Linked DNA regions of Mus musculus: region 2 is linked to region 1. A link is a contact called in public Hi-C data. All regions are on one chromosome and are shown on one strand. Each heading gives the region's core, a stretch centred on a gene start, on an enhancer-like site or on the middle of the called end of the contact. The rest is flanking DNA. Distances are from core to core; before and after follow the strand shown.

The links. A called contact is a pair of places that touch in the nucleus more often than the background predicts.
Region 2: a contact with region 1 is called in a Hi-C map of the G1E-ER4 cell line, with 3 times the contacts expected there. The contact joins two enhancer-like sites. A contact is called at or near these places in 3 of 484 Hi-C or Micro-C datasets (CD8 T cells, the G1E-ER4 cell line and pre-B cells) and 3 of 115 datasets of contacts at active chromatin or transcription factors (forebrain, memory CD8 T cells and pancreatic cancer cells).

What each region holds. Positions count from the first base shown.
Region 1 is chr11:20,536,147-20,541,688 of GRCm38.p6, forward strand. No RefSeq gene overlaps it. Among named protein-coding and RNA genes, the nearest start is that of Gm32142, 61 kb to the left of the region's middle. Within about 2 kb of position 3,070, at least 10 of the 459 cell types and tissues checked have an H3K27ac peak or open chromatin away from gene starts, as enhancers often do. A contact at or near this core is called in the G1E-ER4 cell line, where this site is marked.
Region 2 is chr11:21,189,284-21,194,825 of GRCm38.p6, forward strand. No RefSeq gene overlaps it. Among named protein-coding and RNA genes, the nearest start is that of Vps54, 47 kb to the right of the region's middle. Within about 2 kb of position 2,813, at least 17 of the 459 cell types and tissues checked have an H3K27ac peak or open chromatin away from gene starts, as enhancers often do. A contact at or near this core is called in the G1E-ER4 cell line, where this site is marked.

The DNA.
Region 1 (5,542 bases), core at 1,820-4,319:
AGATACTTGGCTCTGCTTTTCTTCTTCAGCATCCTGGCCTGGAGGAAATGGCCCCAGGAGCTAGAAAAGCAGGCTGGGCTCCTTTGACTATTACCCCTGCCAGCTACTTTCTCTAGCTCTATAGTGCACGGCTAGCCCTGCTACCCTCTCCTGTTTCTGTGTCTGCACAGTCAGTGGCTCCTGCGATGCTGCCTGTCTCAGAGAAACCATGTTAAGGTTAGATGTACTCTCGCCAACTGCTTAAGAGCAACGAGGTTAAGTTTTGTGAATGGTGAATTTGAGCGTTTTCTGAGGAAGAACCACTATTATAGCCTATCTGCAAAACCTCAGGATACAGGGGTTGAAGAAGCCTTATTTCACAACTGTCCTAACATATATAAGCCTATGTCTCATTGTGCATAACAAGGAGTATATAAAGGCAAGGTATGTATTTTAACATTGTAACATGATACCCATGTGTCTACCACCCATTTTAATAAATAGAGCACTACCAGCCCCAAGAAATCCCTGTAATAACCATTTTTAAAATGCCTCTTTTGGTTTTATGTCCAGAAGTTTATTTTCCTGATTTTTTTTATTGTTTTATTCTTTTTTAAATGGGGATGGAATCCAGGCTTCTTCCTTGCAGATAAAGCCTCTATCACTTGCTTCTTTTCATTTTTGCTCTTACTTGTCTGTCTCTTTTGCATGTACATGCACATTCACCCATGTGCACATGCATGAGAGGCCAGGGGTCAGCCTCAGCTAAGGAGCCCCTTCCTGTTCTTTTCTTTTTGAGATAGGGCATCTCACAGCCTAGAACTCACCATGTAGGCTAAGCTGGCTGGCCAGCAATCCCTAGGGATCTACCTCTGCCTAGCTCAGCGGCACTGGGTTTGATAAGTCAGTGCCACTCTGCCTACTTTGTTTTCTTTTTTCTTTGTTTTTTGTTTTTAACTGGGGGTCAATTTCAGGTACCTGAGCTTGCAAGGTAAGCACTTTAGCAGCCAGCACCTTAGTAACTGAACTATCCTCCTCCCCGCTCCCTGATTACTTAAAAACAAAAACTTTATCTACCTGTCTGTCTGTCTGTCTGTCTATCTATCTATCTATCTATCTATCTATCTATCTACCTACCCATCCATCTATCTATTTACTTGTTTTTGTGTATATGTGTACAGGCAAAGGCTTGCATGCAACATGGCATGCATGTGGAGGTTACAGGAAACTTGTAGCAAGCAGTTGGTTTTCGTCTCCCAAGTGGGTCCTAGGGATCACACTCAAGTTGTCAGGCTTGGTACTGAGCCACGCAACCACCTGCCCTCTCCCTTTTTAATGGTAGTTTTTACAGTGTTTCGCTATGCTGCTTAGGCTGGCCTTGAACTTGTGATCCCCCCAGGTAAGTCTTCCATAGTAGGTAGGGAAGACACCTGATTTGATTGTTTGAATGCTTTCTGAAAAATATGTTGTCCAGTCTTGCATGTGCTTAACCTGCAAGTAGAATTCTGCTTTTTTTTTTTTTCATTTAATGTTCTCTCTTTTGAGATAACCCTGACCAACTCACTACTTTGTCTTCCCAGCACAGACCTCCAGCCAGCTACTTTTTGGATTCCTATATTTCTCTCCTGAGAAGTCCTCTGCTGGCAGATTTTTCTCCTCAGAATTGTTTGTTCACACCCCTGCTAAATAGTCATCTTAGAAAACTGAGGTCAAAAGCTGCTAGTGATGGCACAAGCCTTTAAAACTCCTGGGGCAGAGGCAGGAAGATCTCTGACTTCAAGGTCAGCCTGGTCTACAGATGGAGTTCCAGTATAGCCAAGGCTACACATAGCTAGGGCTACACAGAGAATCCCTGTCTCAGAAACAAACAAGCGAACAAAAACCAAAAGCAAAAACCAAACAATATCAACAGCAACAAACCAAATTCCAGAGCCAATGATGTAGCTTAGCGGGAGAGTATTTGGCTAGCATGGTCATGGTTTCCATCCCAAGAACCAAAAGCAAAGGGGAGCTAAGAATCACTTTCTGGAAGCTGAGTAAGATGGGTGGGTGTGTTCTCAGCTACTTGAGTGAGTTAGAGGCCAGCCTGGGCTATAGGATTCTATCTCAGGAACAAAACAACTTTTTTTTTTTAAAGTCATATTCAGTAGAATAAAATATATTTATGATATATTTAATTTAAATATTTTTAAAACCACACATAGGCCAAATATTTAATAGCTATTTCTAGAAAATAGTTATAGGTAATTTTTTTTCTTTGTGATTCCCCTTCCCCTCCACCCCCCAATTTGCAACAGATTAAGGGAAGTCTACACAGTTGGTTCAAGTCCTAGCCTGACTTTATTTTCACATCTCCCAGAGGTGGGGAGCAGATGAAGTTCTGAGTGGATGTCTGTCATTAATATGAGCACAGCTAAATCAAGGACCTGGATGCTTCAGACCCATGGGAATGCCAAAGCCTTCCTCAGGTCGGGCTCAGGGAAATGGAGAAATCATCCTCTGGTCCATGTGCAGATTAGGTAATGACTAAGCAGATTAGGTAGTGACTAAGCAGATTAGGTAATGACTAAGCAGACATAGAATGCTACATTATAAGCTCCTGGAACCGCAGAAAGCAGACTGTGGTCCTGCTAGGTAATGTTTATAACTGCGAGGGTCCCAGTGTTGGAAAGTGGTGATGAGCAGTGCAGACTGTAAGAGGGAATCCTGAGAAATTTGCTTTTGAAAACCTTCATCTCTACAACACCCCAGCCTTCAGATTTGGGGAACCTGCAGGTAAGGTTGCCTGAAATTTCTCAGTCCACCAGAAAAGGGGTACAGGCAGCTGGGCTCAATCACACCATGTACCTTCCTGACAAACTCCCAGTTTAGGCTTAGGCCTGCGCATACATAGGACTTTCTGAGGGCCACGAAGCTGTAAGCATTACTTAAGGTCAGAGTTCAGTATGCCAGTAATAAGCCATTAAGGATGGATTCAGCAGAGGCAAGCTTTTAAAGCAGCAGGATCCACAGCCAGCAGGGGTTATTTGGGGTGTACCTTTGTGGGAAATGACTGTTTTCAACTTGCCTGTGGAGGAGACAGTCCTAACCTGACAGCGCACGGGGAGAGTTTAAGCAACACTTTTGTCGCCACCCTGCCTTTGCTAAGCAGCACCCGGAATCTATCCCCAAAGCCCTTGGTGATGCTTTCTCTTGTCCGTCAGTCCTGATATCAAAAGGGAGCAGCACCTGCTGTCTAACCTGACTCCCACAGCTACTTCTCTCCCCTTCCATCCAACTTTGAAGAGGCCTCGTGTCTACTGCTTGCTTCCTGACTCATGATGGATATTGCAATTGCATCAGTTGCTTCTCACTGTGGTCATGATCAGCACCAGCGGCTTTCTACGAGGTGCACACATGCATGTAAGTAAACATATTTGGGCTAGTCTTGAAATAAAGCTTTTTAAAATCCTGGATTGCTTGACTGTTTCTAACTTGAAAACAGGAGTGGGCAGAAGAGGCCATCTTAGAGGAGCCGCTTAGCTGCACTCAGTCTTTAAAGTTAACAAAGGGAGCACTGGGAGATGGAGGGGTGGTCCATGGCAGCAGAAACTGTGGTGGATATAGACATACACACTACACATTACACACACACACACACACACACACACACACACACTTGCCTCTAATCTTTACCATGTGTCACTTTAGAATTCTGTGCCCTCCTTATTCCAATATTTCTTAAAGTGTGGAAGGCCTGCTAGATTCCTGCTTCTCCCCTCAGGCGTGTGTGTGTGTGTGTGTGTGTGTGTGTGTGTGTGTGTGTGTGTGTGTGTGTGTGTGTGTGAGATAAAAACCTGCTAACTCATTTGAACTAGAGATGAATCTCAATAGCATCAGTAAGTTTGCCCTAACTATGCTTCTATAAGCAGTGTTGTGGCGAACACCTTCCACTGCCAGGTGGGACCTCTACAAAGTTAATAGTTCCAGGAGTTCTAAAGGGAGGCTTATTAAGACAGGAAGTAAACAGCCAGGCAGCGATGGCACATGCATTCTGAGAGGCAAGTAGATCTCTGAGTTCGAAGTCAGCCTGGTCTACAGAGTGAGTTTCAGGACAGCCAGGGGTACACAGAGAAATCCTGTCTCAAAAAAAAAAACAAGACAGGAAGTAAACAACTCATAAATCTCAGAAATCCCTGAAACACACCAGATTCACAAGACTTCTCCCTCCCCAAGGTTATGAAAGCAGTAAAGTCTGGGGAAGAGAGAGACTCTTTCATTTAAGGAGCTGCAAGCAAACCATGGGAAAAGCTCCAGTATTTCAGCTTTGGTGAGTTGTCACCCATATTGGGGTGGACTTTCTGTGGCATGACTGCAAATGAGTAGTCCATGTTCTGTAAGTAACCCCAGGAAATTCATTGATTCAGTAAGTTGGCCCTTTGTGATACTTAGCTTTGCCCTGGGTAATCAGACATTTGTTTCTGTCTCCCCAAGAACAGCAGCACACAGCACTTTCTACTCAGACTTATGCACAGCAAATACGCAAGTGATCACAAAACGATCATAAAGTAGAAGCCAGGAGAGAAATAGATGTGAGAGGAAAAAAGAATAAGGACAGGAAGAAAGAGAGGTGTCTAATGAAGTGGTTAGTGTGTCAATACTCAAATCACCTGAACTATTGCTTAAGCAGCAAATAACCGATAGACCTGAGGGGAGACCCAGGAATCTAGCAGGCCTTCCACACTTTAAGAAATATTGGAATAAGGAGGGCACAGAATTCTAAAGTGACACATGGTAAGGATTGGAGGCAAGCCATAGCTCTTCCACCACGAGATTGCTAACCCTTATTTGGAGATCTTTCAGAGTCAAAATCTGTTCTTAGTACCATTATGGTATATACAATAATTCACTACATTTACCTATCTATAAAATGACCTCATAGAAGAATATATATATATATATATATATATATATATATATATATATATATATATATATATATATATATCTAGCTTCTGGAGAGATGGCTCTGAAGTTAAGAGCACTTTGCTGCCCTTGCAGAGGACCCAGGTTTGGTTCCCAGCACACACACAGCTGTGAGAGCAGCTTTCTTTGACTCCAGGGGATCCAATGCCTTCTTTTGGCCTTTATGGGCACCAGGCACTAACATAGTACACATAAATAATAAATACAAGCAAACACTCATCTGCATAAAATAAAATGTAGTACAGTAACCCAGATTAGGAGTAGTGGAGTGTTTTGTTTGTTTTTGCCACAGTGAGGGATCCAGCTAACATTGTTCACCTTGTACGAATCACTAGGCTGACAGTGAGAACACTAGGTCCCCTGCCCTGTATAGCTCCAGTGTAGTTTCAACACACGAAGAGAAAATGCATAAATGAGATGTGTGTTGCAAGAAGTTGCTGGCATAGTTCATTTTCATTAGTAGATTCTGGACCAGAAGGTAATCACGGAGTCAAGCTGTGTCACAATTAAGCTCCAGAAAGGTCTGGGTCCTAAGGTGAGCACAGTTAAGGAAAGCCCCAATGTGACCAGAGTAAACATTTGTCTTCATTTTTATCTT
Region 2 (5,542 bases), core at 1,563-4,062, 650 kb after region 1:
CGAGGGCAAGGGCTCCTGGCGTCTGCAGGGTAGGGAACGAGGCTGTTCCTGGGCCCCTTGGGCTTACCCGGCACGGGCCAAGGCTGTGAGGGGCCCAGGGCGAAGAAGGCCGCATTCCCGAGCTCTCTGCGCTCTCTGTCGGAACCCTGCACAATCTCCCATGGGGGTTAGGGGGCTGTCTGCAGTTGTCATCAGGGGAGACGGGCCCCACGGGGGGGGGGGGGTCCTTTGGCCGTTTCCCTGGACCGCAGGTAGTGGGTGGCTGTTGATATCAGTCTTAGATCGGCAATCTCGTGCCCAATGGCGGTCTTTCTTGCACTTAGGGCAAAGATGGGGGTGGATTTTTGTTGGGTAGCAAGCATGGTTGAGACTAGGGTGCTCTGTCTTTGTGTAGGGCATCCTCTAGCAAAATGTCCAGGTTGGTTGCATCTATAGCAAGTTTTTTCTCCTTTATTTAGTTGTAAGGCAGCCCCAATAGCCAGGTTGATAGACTTAGAAACTTGTTGGGAAAACACATCTACCTCATTACAAAGCTTGATCATACCATTTATATCTAAACTCTTGGTTTTACCTCTCAGGGCAGCCCTACATGCCGAATTGGCATTTTCAAGAGCAAGTTGTCAGACTAACAGACCCTCACTTTTCTCAGGTCCCAAAATTCTCTCAGCTGCTTCCTGCAATCTGGCAACAAACTGCGCATAGGACTCTTGGGGCCCTTGTATAATCTTGGTTAGGGGCGTAGTCGGCGCCCCTGCAGCAGGGACAGCACACCAAGCTCCCAGGGCCACCTGTGCCGTCTGGGCAAGGACACCAGGGGAGAGCCCTAATTGTTTTTTGTCTGCAGCGAAATTGCCTTTTTCCACAGATTTTATCAGCAGTCCAGGAGGCTGTCTTACTAGTAGGATTCTTTCTATTATTTGCAGCCAAATTTTCTCCTCTGTCCACAAACTCTGACTTCCAAGTTAAATATTGGGCTCTAGTGAGGACAGACTGAACAACTTTATTCAATTCATTGGGTATCAAGTAGCCTTCTCCTGCTAAACCTTCTAATATAGATACTGTGAACGGGGCATTAACCCCATAATTTTTGACTGCTGAATTAAGATCTTTTACATGTCTCAGTTTTAGCTTTTTGAAGACTGGTTGGCTGTTGGTGTCCAACCCTTCATCAGGGGACATGGCACCCTCATCGGAATCAGAGTTTGCTTGATCCCCCTCCTCATCACTCTCTGGTTCCCCCTGATCTTTATCGGAGGAGCCGGGGGGGGGGGGGTCCTCATGACCTGGAGCAGCCTGACGTGTTTGAGCTCCAGTGAGGACAGGAAAAGCCAATTTTTCATTCCCTTGATTCCCTTGTTTCTGAGAGGGACCTTTGCGGCCAGTTTAAGGATTTTTTGAGATGGGACCTTGAAGGTTCCCCATGAGGGCTCTTTGTAGACTCTGAGTCTCTAGACTGAGGTCTTGTAGCTCCTTTTGAAGTCCTAGAACATCTTAAGATTGGTGATCTGAGTCTGAAGCTCTCTTTTAGTTTGAAGTAATCGCTGAACAGACGAAGGGGCCAGCGATACAGGCCAAGGATTAGGCTGAGGATTAGGGGGAAAGGGGGGCAAATAAGGAGGAGAGTGGAAATTGAAGGGCTCGATGGTAAGATAGGCACCAGGCCCGGGACCATAGTGGTCTTGTTCATATTTAAAGGTTTCCTCATCCAATTCTGCCTCCGAGGCAGGATCAAGAGGTTCATCTGACAACTCCTTATACAAAATGGGGTAAATCCTTTTTGGTCTAACAGGGGGTCGAGCAATAGCCCCTTTTCTAGAATCTAATGTAATTTGGGGAGAAAGAGGGGAAGGTAGGGAGTCCTTAGGGACCGGGGCATCGATAATCGATGATAATCGATAATCGATGATAATTGATAACCGAGACTGACGATTCGCTGGTGGCTTAGTTTCGCTTTTGCGAGAAGGCGGTCGGGAGTTTTCTAAAAAATCTTCAGTAAGGGCTAAGAGACGGGCGCCTTTTCTGCCCTCTTCTGCCTGTTTAAGGAGATTTCTGACGATTCCCCAATAGCTAAAAAAGGACTCAAGAACACTTTCTCCTTGTTTTATCAAAGCATTGATATCTTTGCCTACTTTATTCCAAGTTAAAGGGTGTATTTCAGGACCATTCAATACCAGCCATGGACATCTCTCGTCCACAAAACAAAAAAATTTTATTAAATCCTTTTTCTTAACTCTTATCCCTCTCTCCTAAAGAGACCCCCTTCATCTCTTGAATAAAAACTGTCTCTTTGGACAGAACATTCTCCATGGTGAATGGGACAACAATTTTATGCCCAGGCTTACCTCGGCGTCTGCGACACTTGAGCGAAGTGATGGGGAACTGTCTCACTGTCTACGCGTACCTCTTGAATCCGTTGTCCGGAGGGTGGTTGTACCTCATGCCCCATGTCAGGCGCCACTTGACCCATCCAGCAGGTCCAGTTATTTGAGGGTCTCGAGGGGACCTTCTCCTAAGAACCAAATGGGGGGAGAGAAAGACGGACACCAAGTGCGAGGAACGACATGGAACCAGTCTGATTAGCATTAAGGTGTCACTGTATTCAGCAAGGCTCAAAACTTAAATGCACAAGCAAAAGGGAAAGTACTTCTCAGCAGGAGGAGTGGGGCAGTGGAAATTTTTCTTTTGGCAGCTACACCAGGAAGCAGGAACTTGGTGGTATCAGGGTGTGGTCAGGACATCTGGCACTGACTTAGGGCTGGAACATTCTGTGGTTATTCTCAGAACGGTGCGTCGGTGGCCCGCTTTTGATCCCCTTTTCTTCTCAGGGGGGGAGAGGCCCAATTCGGAGATCAAGACAATAGAGTTGTCTTAATAGCTCCCAACACAGTGGTACTTGCTTAGAGACTCCCCCAAGTGAGACAACTAAATGCAGATTGATGCAGCAAAACACAGATCAATGCAAAAGCAAGAAGTTTATTTTCCAGCACATTGGGTCGACCTTCAATTAGTCCCTCAAGGCAAGTGACTAGAAGGCAAGCCCCACCCCCGTGGCTATTACAAGCAGTTTTAATATATTTTAGGGACACATCAGCAAGGTTACAGTTCAAATTTATTGGCTAAGCATATTGACTAGCAAGCATGAGACAAATTTGAACTCTACCTGGGACTTTCCAGAAGTCAGTCAGTACATTCTGAGAATTTTTTTGCTCAAGAATGTTCCTGTGGGTGGAGAATAGAACTTGGCTTAGCCTTGACCCCAGGCAGGAGGGGGAAGCTGTAAGGAGGATGTGGGATTGGAAAAAGCCCTTAGGGCCCTTCATTCCCCCCCTTTTCTTGTACAAGCTCTAATCCTAGAGCTATGCTCAGGGGTTTTGTGTGGGGCTGAGGGTGTAGGGGAAAAGGGGGGAGGGAGAGAGCTCATGTCCAGCCAGAGTTCCTGTGCTCTGGGCAGGCAGATGTGGGAGGACTGTTGGATGTTTCCCACATGGCTCCAGGTGGGCATCTGGCTGTGGACAAGGGGCAGCCCCCAGCACCAGGTTCTCAGTCTCTGGCATACCACGCTGGATACTGCAGAGGAGATGAGAACAGAATAGGAGATATGGGAAGAGGGCAGAGGGAGAGATGTTTCCACACAGATGAGAGTCCTTAATCTGGGCCTTGATGAACAGAGACAGTCTATGGTTTTAGAGCTTTATTGTAGAAAGGCAGGGGGAAAGAGAAAAGATAAAAAGAGAGAGAGACTGGCCATGGCCAAGAGAAAAGGAGAGAGAGAGAGAGAGAGAGAGAGAGAGAGAGAGAGAGAGAGAAGAAGAAGAAGGAGGAGGAGGAGGAGGAGGAGGAGGAGGAGGAGGAGGAGGAGAAGAAGAAGAAGAAGAAGAAGAAGAAGAAGAAGAAGAAGAAGAAGAAGAAGAAGAAGAAGAAGAAGAAGAAGAAGAAAGGCTAGAGAGTAAGAAAGGTAAAAGCTTAGCTTAGAGTGAGGTAAAAGCTTAGAGAGTAAGAGAGAGAAAGAGGGAGAGTAAGGAAAGTAAAAGCTTAAGAGAGCGAGGAGGGGCTGAAAGACTCCGTGAGGAGCCCCTCGCTCAGGTCTTGGGACAATAGCGGACACCCAAGAACTCACGAGAGACCAAGCTTGATGCAAACCACATGAGGCTTTATTGGGGGAAAGCCAGAGCTCTGGGGACGACTCATATCCCATGCAGAGGTAGAGGAGTCAACCCTGAGGGGAAAGGGGTCTCAGTTCTTATAGGCTCTCAGTGGGGAAAGGAGAAGGGGGGAGAAGGGGATTTCCAGATCTAAACAATGTCTATTCTCAAGAAATGGGTATGGGAGGGGTACAAGGAAAGAGTCTGGTGCAGGTGTAGCAACTCAGGATTGGCCTGGCTGTGGTTGCTGGGGAGATTTTCTGACTCTATCTTAGCAACCAATATCACAAACACCTGGCAATGGGCTTCATCAGTGGGCACACACATGGGTTCAAGGAACGGTCAAAACATTGGCAGACACACAGGTTCAAGGAGTGGCCAGAGCATTGTGCACCTCTATTTTTTTTTTTTTTTAAATCAGTGAAGCTAGTTCTGCTAACAATGAAATCTATCTTGCCAATTTCAGGGCTTCTGTGACCTTTTACATTCTGTCAGGATCTTTCAGGGCCAAACAGTCCCTCTTATAGTGGGGCTTGTTATCTTGCTGTTGCTAGGTAACTGGGAGGAGTCTAGCCTGAAGGTCCGAAGCTTGGGGCTAGCCTCAAGCCTCTCCTGTGGGGGCTGTGGGGGCAGTAACTTCGACAGGAGCCAGGGGTCCAGGAGACATGAAAATTATCACCACCGGGTTTCACCGGGGTTCAGACTTCAACTCGACTGGAGACCAGCCTGTCTGTGCATAGCCCATTGCCCCACAGTCTTGTGTAACTAACTCATATTCTTCAAGTGCTGTACTCAGGGTCTCATATTGTTGGTGCAGGACCATCAGCTGCACTGCTCCTATTCTCTCTTTTATGAAGGCTATAAGCTTGTTCAATATGCAGGGCCCAAAGGTCAACAATAGCAGGAATACAATTGGGGTCCTAACAAGGTGGATATGAGGGAGGTTAACCATGGGAAGGAGTTAAACCAAGATTCAAGCCAGCCCTGACTCTGTTCCCTTCTCTCTTCTGCTTGGCTAGCCCTTCTCTCACCTTGGCCATTGAACCTTTAACTACTCCCCACCCTCACCCCTGGAATGGTCTCCAGTATGTGCTTTCCCATGTTTCACACCTCTAGGTAGCACCAAAAAAGTGGTTGCCTCCTCCCCCACTGAAGAGCCTGCTGCTGGCTTCTGCCATTTGGGGGTTATACATGTATGGGAGTTTCTATAGGACACCCCTCAACTTTGGGTGTCCACACCCTATGTGCCCCCCCCCCAAGGCTGCTTCTGGGTCATGGTTTAGATTTGAAAGCCCCTTGTCCTACACATTCGGGTAATCCCTCCCCCTGTGTCTCTAGGGTAGGGATATCCCCAGGAGTCAAGGCCTGCTGCTAACTTACAGATAACAAAGACAAGGTCT